Regions from separate parts of the Sus scrofa genome. Here region 2 is linked to region 1. The links are chromatin contacts, called in public Hi-C maps. All regions are on one chromosome and are shown on one strand. Each heading gives the region's core, a stretch centred on a gene start, on an enhancer-like site or on the middle of the called end of the contact. The rest is flanking DNA. Distances are from core to core; before and after follow the strand shown.

Region 1 (4,268 bases), core at 1,101-3,600:
GTCATACAGAGAAGTCTGGGTTTCTGGCACACCATCCTCAAATCATGGACATGCAGCAACACTACCTCAGATTCCTCTTTCTCCCTAATGCTACTGTCTGCTCCTGAGCTCTAATCAAAGTGAGACTTCTGCTAGAATTGGGCACCCTTCTAAGCTGGGCCAGGGGAAGTGGGCTTCTAGTCTCCTCCATACTTAGCTGGATATGTCCAGGGTTAAAGCCCCAAAGTAGGACAACACAGACACTCAGGCTGACTACTTACCCTACCTCTTCCTCCATGAAATTTATTTTTATCTCTCCAATTTCTAGTCTCTCTCTGGGTTTTAGCTTAAGGCTCAGGGAGTCATTTCCTGGCCTTTCAGATTGGACTGACTGCAAATTTCACAAGTTCAGGAACCGTTTTGTTCATTTCTGACCCAAGTATCTAATATAGTGCTGGCACAGAGTGCCAGGACACAGAATAGAAACAATAAAAATTTGTTGAACCAATTATAGCTAATCTGTCTTTACCCCTAGAAGACCTGAAAGTTAGGAGGCCAAGAGTGACATTTATAAACCCCTCTATTCCCTTATCATGGAGGGCTTAGGAGTAAGTTCCTGGCCCAGCTCTTCATCTACCCATGCATTCAACAAATACTTTTTGAGCAGTTCCAGATATGGCACAGTGGGTTAAGGATCTAATATTGTCTTTGTGGTGGCTTGGGTCGATGATAAGGTGTGGGCGCAAACCCTGGCCAGGTGCAATGGGTTAAGTGAGTTTAGTGGGTTAAGGATCCATTGGGTTAATACAGTGGGTTAAGGATGCAGTGCCACAACTGTGGCCTATGTTACAGCTGCAGCTTGTCTGGGAACTTCCATAAGCCGAAGTGCAGCCAAAAAAGGCGGGGGGGGTGGGATTTAAAGAAAAACAAATACTCCTCAGAAAACTAAATATAAAACTGCCATATGATATAGCAATCCCACTCCTGGGCATATATCCAGACAAAACTACAATTCAAAAAGATACACCCATATGTTCACAGCAGCACTACTGAAAATAGCCAAAACATGGAAACAACCTAAATGTCCATCGACAGATGAATGGATTAAGATGAGGTACATATACACAATGGAATACTACTTAGCCATAAAAAGACCAAGATAATGCCATTTTCAGCAACATGTATGCAACTAGAGATTCTCATACTAAGTGAAGTCAGAAAGAGAAAGACAAATACCATCTACCACTTGTATGTGGAATCTAATATGTGGCAAAATGAACCTATCTATAGAACAGAAACAGGCTCAGGACATGAAGAACAGACTTGTGGTTGCCAAGGAGAGGAGAGAATGAGATAGACAGGGAGTTTGGGGTTAGTAGATGCAAACTATTACATTTAGAATGGATAGGCAGTGAAAAGTCTTACCGTATGACACAGGGAACTGAGTCCAATCTCTGGGGTTAGAACATGATGGAGGATGATATGAGAAAAAGAATGTGTATATATATGTGTGTATATATATATATATCTAGGTCACTTTGCTGTACAACAGAAATTGGCACAAAATTGTAAACCAACTATAATTAAAAAATGTAAAAAAAAGCTTTTGAGTGCGCATTATGTGCAGTGCACTGGGCTTGCTATTGGAGACACAGGAGTAAATCCTTTAAAACATTTTTATTAAACATTAAATACATCCAAAAATTGATAACATATACATAAGTAAAAAAAATATATAAAGCGAACTCCCTCTAAACCTTGGTAAATCCAACGATAAATCTTTACATAGTGAGAATAGATTGAAGGGGACAGAAACAAATCTCTGGAGACCAAATGGGAGGCTACAGAATCCTCAGGAGGGGAGATGATGGGGTCTATGGCAGGGTAGGACAGAGAGAGGACAAGGCAAGGTTGCGCTTAAGAGATATTTAAGCGGCAAACAATACTTTATGGATTGTTACTAGTTGTATGACCCAGATAAGTCCTCACCTTTCCCAGACTCAGTTTCTGCATCTGTAAAATAGGTTAACAACTATAGCTATTTGTATATCTAGCACAAAGCTTGGTACAAGCACACACACAAATCATAGCTACTGCTGTTACTGCTATGTTAGCTTCATAATTGCCGGGAGAACGAATATTCTGTCTTTGGGCTGAAACTCGCTATCTTCCTCTAAGGAGTAAAATGATACACGGTGATGCCTTTACCAGAACCCGTGACTATTCTCCCCAGACAGAGTGGCCGCGCGGGGCAGTGCCGAGCAGGGCTGTGCGGCGGCGGCGGGGTGAGAGTCTGGGTCAGCTCCAGCTCCGCCGCGGCGCCGGCCCCGCCCATAACCCTGCGAGCTCCGCCTCCGGAACCGCGCGCGCCGCCGCCGCTGCCGCCGCCGCAGCGCGCGCCCCGCCCCGCCCCTGCTGGTGACGTGCGAGCCAAACGGGCCGGGCGGGCTCCACCGAGCCGTGTGCTTCCTCGGGTTCTGGGGTCGCCGGGGCCTCGTGGCGGGGCGGCTCCTCGGGGGCTTGACCTGCCCCCTCCCCTCCCCCGTGCCCTCTCGCGGTGCCCGGCGGGGCCTGCGCTTCAGCCGGAGACCCGGAAAAAGGGTGAGTGTTGGCGGGAGCAGGATGGGACCGCCTTGCGCGCGCTCCGCTCTCCGGGGCATTGTCTGGGCGGGGGCGGCGCGGGCACGTGCGTGCCCCTCCCCCACTCCGCCGCGCCCCCCGCCCCCGGCTGAGGGGAAGGAGGGGGCGGGTGACTGGCGGGGAGAGGATCCGGAGGAGGAGGTTGGGTCCGGATGAGTGTGTGCGGCGGAGGCGTCTCCGAAGCGGGAACCCGGAATTTGGGTGTGTGGAGATATCTTTTTCTTAGCGGCACCGTACTGTCTCAGGGGATAGCGGTCCCTTGAGCCCCAGTGGCCGGAGCTTTTAGGGTGTTAAACGCGGTGGCCTGTGATGGGATTGGGGATGAGATTTGGCCCCAGGACAAGCAAGTTGTGGATTTATTAGCAAGAATCCTGGAATCTCTCTCCAACCTGTCGCCTTCCCTACTGTTCCCCTCCACCGTGAAGGATGAACAGGATGTAAAAAGGTTGGAGGATATTCCGGGGATGATGCCCGAGTTTAAAGCACCAAAGGTGTGAGACAGTGCGGGGTTGGAGTGGAAGGCTTGGGAAAATGAGTACTCGGAAGAAAGGCTGGTTTGGTGGGTTGTGGCCAGATTGCAGGAAACAATGAGGTTTGTATTATAACCTTTTTCTTTTTTTTTTTTCTATTATGAAAGTAATTATGTTAACAAAAATAGCAAGTAGAGGAGGAAAATATCACCAGTAATTCTACAGCCCTGACACATCATTCTTAGAGTTTTGATATATGTTTGCTAGTATTTTCTTTTAAGCTTATAACAGTTAAGGAGTTTTAACTACAATTTTCCATTCCCTTTTCTCATTAACATGTAAAATGTGATGTAATAGCATGTAGTGTTCAGCAATATAATTTGCTCTTAATAAGCAGGGAGCACGTATTCATCATAGAAAAATTTAAAAACACAGGCAAGAAAGTGAGGAAAAGTACCCTTGTTTTTACTGTCTAGAGATATTATCACTGCATGCATATATTTGGCTGTAAATGTTCTAAGATAGGAGCAGGTGAGGGAGGCTGTTTTTAGGATTTGGGTTTTTATGAGAACCTTTGAAGATTTTAAGGCAAGTAGCATAATCTGACTACCGAGAAAGAGGGCAAAAGTGGAAGCTAGGCGATCAGTTAGTTTACAGTACCTTGGACTAGGTCCGTGGAGGTGGAGATGGAGGAGAGTAGAATGATTAACAGATATTCTCGAGGTAGAATGAACAAGACTTGGAAATGGATTGGTGAGGGAAAGGGAGAACTCTGCTTTTTGATAATTGTTTTGAGCAACTATGAGTAGATGGAGGCATTTACTGAGAAGAATGGAGAAGAGAAATTTGAGGTGGGGGAGACCATGAGTTCCATTTGGGGGTTATTAAATTTGGAATGTATACTAAATATGAAGTAGGTATGTTGAGGCAGTTGGACGTGCAGGTTTGGTGCTCCCACAAGAGAAAGCCTAGAGCTGGAGATAAAAAAGATTGGCAGAGTACTCAGTATATAGACAATATTCAAAATTATGGGACTATAGGAGATAACTTAGGGAAAGAGTGTAGGTAGAGAAGTGAAAATTGAGTGAGGCTTAGGCACTCTAATGCTTGGAGGTCTTGTTGAGGAAGAAGATTGAGCACAGGACAGAAGAAACAGCCAGTGGCATAAGAGGAAAAGCA
Region 2 (4,268 bases), core at 1,324-3,823, 570 kb after region 1:
CATGATAAAGTCACAGAACTCAAATGAAGAGCATCACAGAGAACACTCTAGATCTTTCATTTTTCTATGGTTCCTCCTCTATGTGTCTATTCTGCTCTCCTTTCTTTGGAGCATCAGTTACTCATCCAATGGGAATAATGATACAATCCATTTTGTAAGAAGTTGTAAGGATTGAGATCACAAGGGTCATATATTCAGAGTGACCAGTTCATCATTGGTGCCAAAGAAATTGTTTTCCTGTGAGATTATATGTGTTTGGATACAGAAGGGGGCAGATGTGGAGGAGAGAGAAGAAATAGCCTTTGCTAGGCACCTAGGCACTGTTTTAAGCACTTTCACAGGAATTAACTCCTTTAAATCCTCACAATGGTGGGTAAAAGTTCAAACTTGAGCTAGACTGCCTAGTTTCAAGTATTTCCTTTTTTTTTTTGTCATGCCCATGGCTTCCTGCAGTTTCTAATTTCTAAGCTAGGGATCAAACCTGTGCCACAGCAGTGACACCAGCCAATGCAGCTGAGCCACACAGAAACTCCAAATAGTTCCATTTTACAACCTATAAGTAAGTAGTAGAGTTTGGATTAAATTCTGGGGCTGACTAGGAGTAAGTAGATTTGACTCTAGTATGTCCCTTCAGGCAGTTTAAAATCTTTTGGCTACTGGGCAGGGAGGGGTCTTGGGATTACTTGTTCCACCACTATTTGAAGTTTGTGTGATTGCTTTTAGTTCCTCCCTGGGAATGGCCGATTTTTATTCTTTATAAAAGACAAATCTAGTAGTTCCCTTATTAAAGATCCCACGTTGTCACTGCAGCGGCTCGGGCTGCTACTGTGGCACGGATTCCATCCGAGGTCAGGGGACTTCCATATGCTGGAAGATGTGGCAAAAAAAAAAAAAAAGAGACAAATTTACTAATTCCCTAGTTAGAATGTTTCAATCCTTATTAAACATATAAACATTCAGTTTAATAAGTCTTTTATTGATCTAATCTACATTACTTTCAAAGGCTGCCTAACGTGTGTTTCTTTCCGCATTTGTACCATGATTTACTTCGGCAGGACTGAGTCTTTAATTTCAGTATTCTCAGCCCCCTGCCAGCACTTAGCCTAGCATTCAGTATGCACTCAATAAATGCCTGCTCAAAGTATGAATGAACTAAAGAATCGCGGAACTGAGTCGCAGAGGGGGATCGGTCTGGGAATTCCAAAGTTCGGGAGGGGACACGGGGGCGGGCAGTGGCTGTCACATGACTAGGCGGGGCAAATCCCATGTGCTTCGCGGCACCGGGCAAGGCTCCGCCCTCTGCGCCGGTCACGTGGGGGCGCCGGCTGCGCCTGCGGAGAAGCGGTGGCCGCCGAGCGGGATCCGTGCGGGGAGCCGGAAATGGTTGTGGACTACGTCTGTGCGGCTGCGTGGGGCTCGGCCGCGCGGACTGAAGGAGACTGAAGGTAAAGCCGCCATGTCCGGGCCCGACCCGGCCCCCCCATCCCCTCCCCCCGCATCCGCCGCCATCCGGGCCGGGACCGGCTACCCTGCGCCGCCTCCCCGGCGCCCTGGCTCCTCGGCCCAAGCCCGGGCCCCGGGCCGCCAGGGCCCGATCCCCGGCCCACGTGTGCCCGGCCTGGCCCGGCCTGGCTGCTGGGTGGGGGTGGGGGAGCGCGGGGCCGGAATATGCGGTCCCCGCGGGCTGGGAGGGCGCCGGGTTTCCCGGCTGCTAAGTGCCACCTCGGCCCGACCCGAGGAGGCCCTACGGGCGCAGGCACCGCGACTCCCGGCCCGCCGCCCCCTCCCCCCTTTGCGGCCCGGCCGCCGGGAAGTGACACGTTGTTCTTTGGCACTGGCCGGCGCTGCGCAGGGAGGGCGCAGGGGAGGGAGGCGGCGGCGGCGGGCAGGGAGGAGCCCCCGGCCCCGCCCGCCCTCCAGGCCGACCCTCACTTGCTTCAAACCGGCTCTTCTTCGGCCGCCGCCCGCCTGGCCTTTTACGGCCCGACTGCCGCTTTTCCTGGCCTCCACTCCTGGGCGGCGGCAGGCCTCGCCTCTAGCCCCGTGCGGGTGCACCCGCGGCCACCCGCGGCAGGCGTGCCTTGTGTGCCCCTGGGCCAGGCCCCGAACCCGGTGTCCCCGGGTGGGGGGTGGGGACACCACGGCCGAAGCTGCTAGCTCCGTTTGTGATCCGGGAGCCTGGTGCCAGCGAGACCTGGAATTTCCGGTCTGGTTGGTCTTGGGCCCCGCGGAGCCAGGTTGATACCCCCCACCTCCCAACCCCAGGCCCTCGGATGCCCAGAACCTGTAGGCCGCACCGTGGATTTATTCTTAACCGAGGGGGTGAGTGAGGGGCTGTTTCAGCAGATCAGGGGGGGTGGTTGGAGCTGCGGGTCTGACAAGGTGTCGGTGGGGACATAGGCTGGGTTTTATGCTCCTTCACCTTTTTGGCGATTCCGGGGCTTGTTGTGGGACCCAGACCTTGCTTCATCCCTCCCCCACTCCATTTGCCTTAAGCTTGGGTCCCTTCCCCTTTCCGAGCTCCGCTCTTTCCCAACAGGTGCTGGGGGGACCCTGATGTGGCACCAAATGAAATGAACAAAGCTCCACAGCCCACAGGCCCCCCACCTGCCCCATCCCCTGGACTCCCACAGGTAATTAGGGAGGAATTAGCAGCAACTGGGGTGGGGGTGGGGGAGACCAGGCAGCCGGGTCAGGAACAGGTTCCAACCTCTGGATTTTCCCACCCCCTTCTGTGTCAGGGCAAAGTGCAGCTTCCTGCTGCCAAATTGAGGCAGGGCCCCGGGGCTGTTCTTAGGGGCTGTCTTGGGGAGGGTATATGTGGACTGTTGAGGCTCTTGCCACAGCTCTGCTCCCCTTACTTCACCAGCTTGAGTTTCTGCCCCACCTGGGTTTCCCCTCTTGCTGAATTCTGGTCTCCCCCCTTCAGCCAGCGTTTCCCCCGGGGCAGACAGCACCGGTGGTGTTCAGTACGCCTCAAGCGACACAAATGAACACGCCTTCTCAGCCCCGCCAGGTGAGGGGCTGTGGGGAGGGGAGTAGGGGGCCTGGGTGGGAACCATGTGAAGCTTAGGCCAGTTTGGGCCTAGGATGGAAACTATGGAGGCCTTGTACCTGCCCCAACTTCCTGACAGTTGCTTTCATGCGGTTCTGCACTTTGCACTGTTGATTACTTACGGTGGCTGGCCCCTTGGAGTATGTAGTTGGTGGGGATGGCATTCCTAGGGGTCCTGGTGCCTTGGGGGCAGTGCTTTGGGCCCTGCTGCCAACTCCTGCTTTCCTGTTTTCTTTTACTGGGAGGTTGCCATTGCTCCATTCCCCATCCATCTTTCTCTTTTGGACTGTGGCAAGATAAACACTCCAGCTAGTTCTTGCCTTTCTCTGTTCCCTAAATTCTTCCTCACAAGTGGGAGAGGATTCTTGTCCTGCTTCCTTCATTTTCTTTCCCTCCTCATCACCTTGGGGATAATTCTTTTCTTTCCTGTCCCCATGTGCTCTCAGGGAGGATTCAGGTCTCTGCAGGTAATACCCCATTGCTAATCCTGAACTCTCTCCGGGTCTCACCCTTACACTCTGCCCTAGTCAGGGGCTAGACTCAGTCTGGGTCCTCAGTCTGAGGCTGACCGATGCATGTTAGGGGCTAAATCTTGTGTAGTTCACATCTGGGAACTGGGAGACTGTTGCATGTTAGCGGTGAGCTCCTCAGTACCTTAGGGTGGAGCAGTGCATGCTGGGGAGTATGTTGCTGAAAAAGGCTTTACTTAGGCATGATGCATCTGGGTGTTAGGAAGCCTCTGCTGAAGGATAGCCTGGTGAGGTGATCTGAGTATGCATGGCAGGGAGGGAGTAAATATACAGAGTGCCAAGTGTATACCTGAGTTTGGAGGGCGTATGTGAGTATAAGAGGCCACTTAGCCATCACTTGGTCAAGTGAGTCTTGGAAGTGTTGGTCTTCATGCTCCAAAGCCCCTGGTACTTCTCTCCTGACTAGAGACATAGTGGAATGGCCCTTTTGCTGTCCACCTCCTCCCCTTCCCATTGCCAACTGCCTTCCTCCCTCCTGACAGCACTTCTACCCTAGCCGGGCCCAGCCCCCGAGCAGTGCAGCCTCCCGAGTGCAGAGTGCAGCCCCTGCCCGCCCTGGCCCAGCTGCCCATGTCTACCCTGCTGGATCCCAAGTAATGATGATCCCTTCCCAGATCTCCTACCCAGCCTCCCAGGGGGCCTACTACATCCCTGGACAGGTGAGGCTGGAGGCTTGGGGGCTG

Evidence for each region. Hi-C and Micro-C count contacts between places; a contact is called where the count stands out from the background.
Region 2: a contact with region 1 is called in a Hi-C map of liver, with 6 times the contacts expected there. The contact joins the promoter of EIF4G1 here to the promoter of YEATS2 in region 1. A contact is called at or near these places in 1 of 5 promoter capture datasets (fetal liver) and 1 of 47 Hi-C or Micro-C datasets (liver).

Annotation. Positions count from the first base shown.
Region 1 is chr13:121,635,473-121,639,740 of Sscrofa11.1, forward strand. YEATS2 (YEATS domain-containing protein 2) reads left to right here and starts at 2,351. Exons shown (of 31, transcript XM_021069912.1): 1 at 2,351-2,580.
Region 2 is chr13:122,202,214-122,206,481 of Sscrofa11.1, forward strand. It overlaps EIF4G1 (eukaryotic translation initiation factor 4 gamma 1), which reads left to right and starts at 2,574. Exons shown (of 31, transcript NM_001246253.1): 1 at 2,574-2,633; 2 at 2,930-3,016; 3 at 4,068-4,244. The coding sequence starts at 2,574.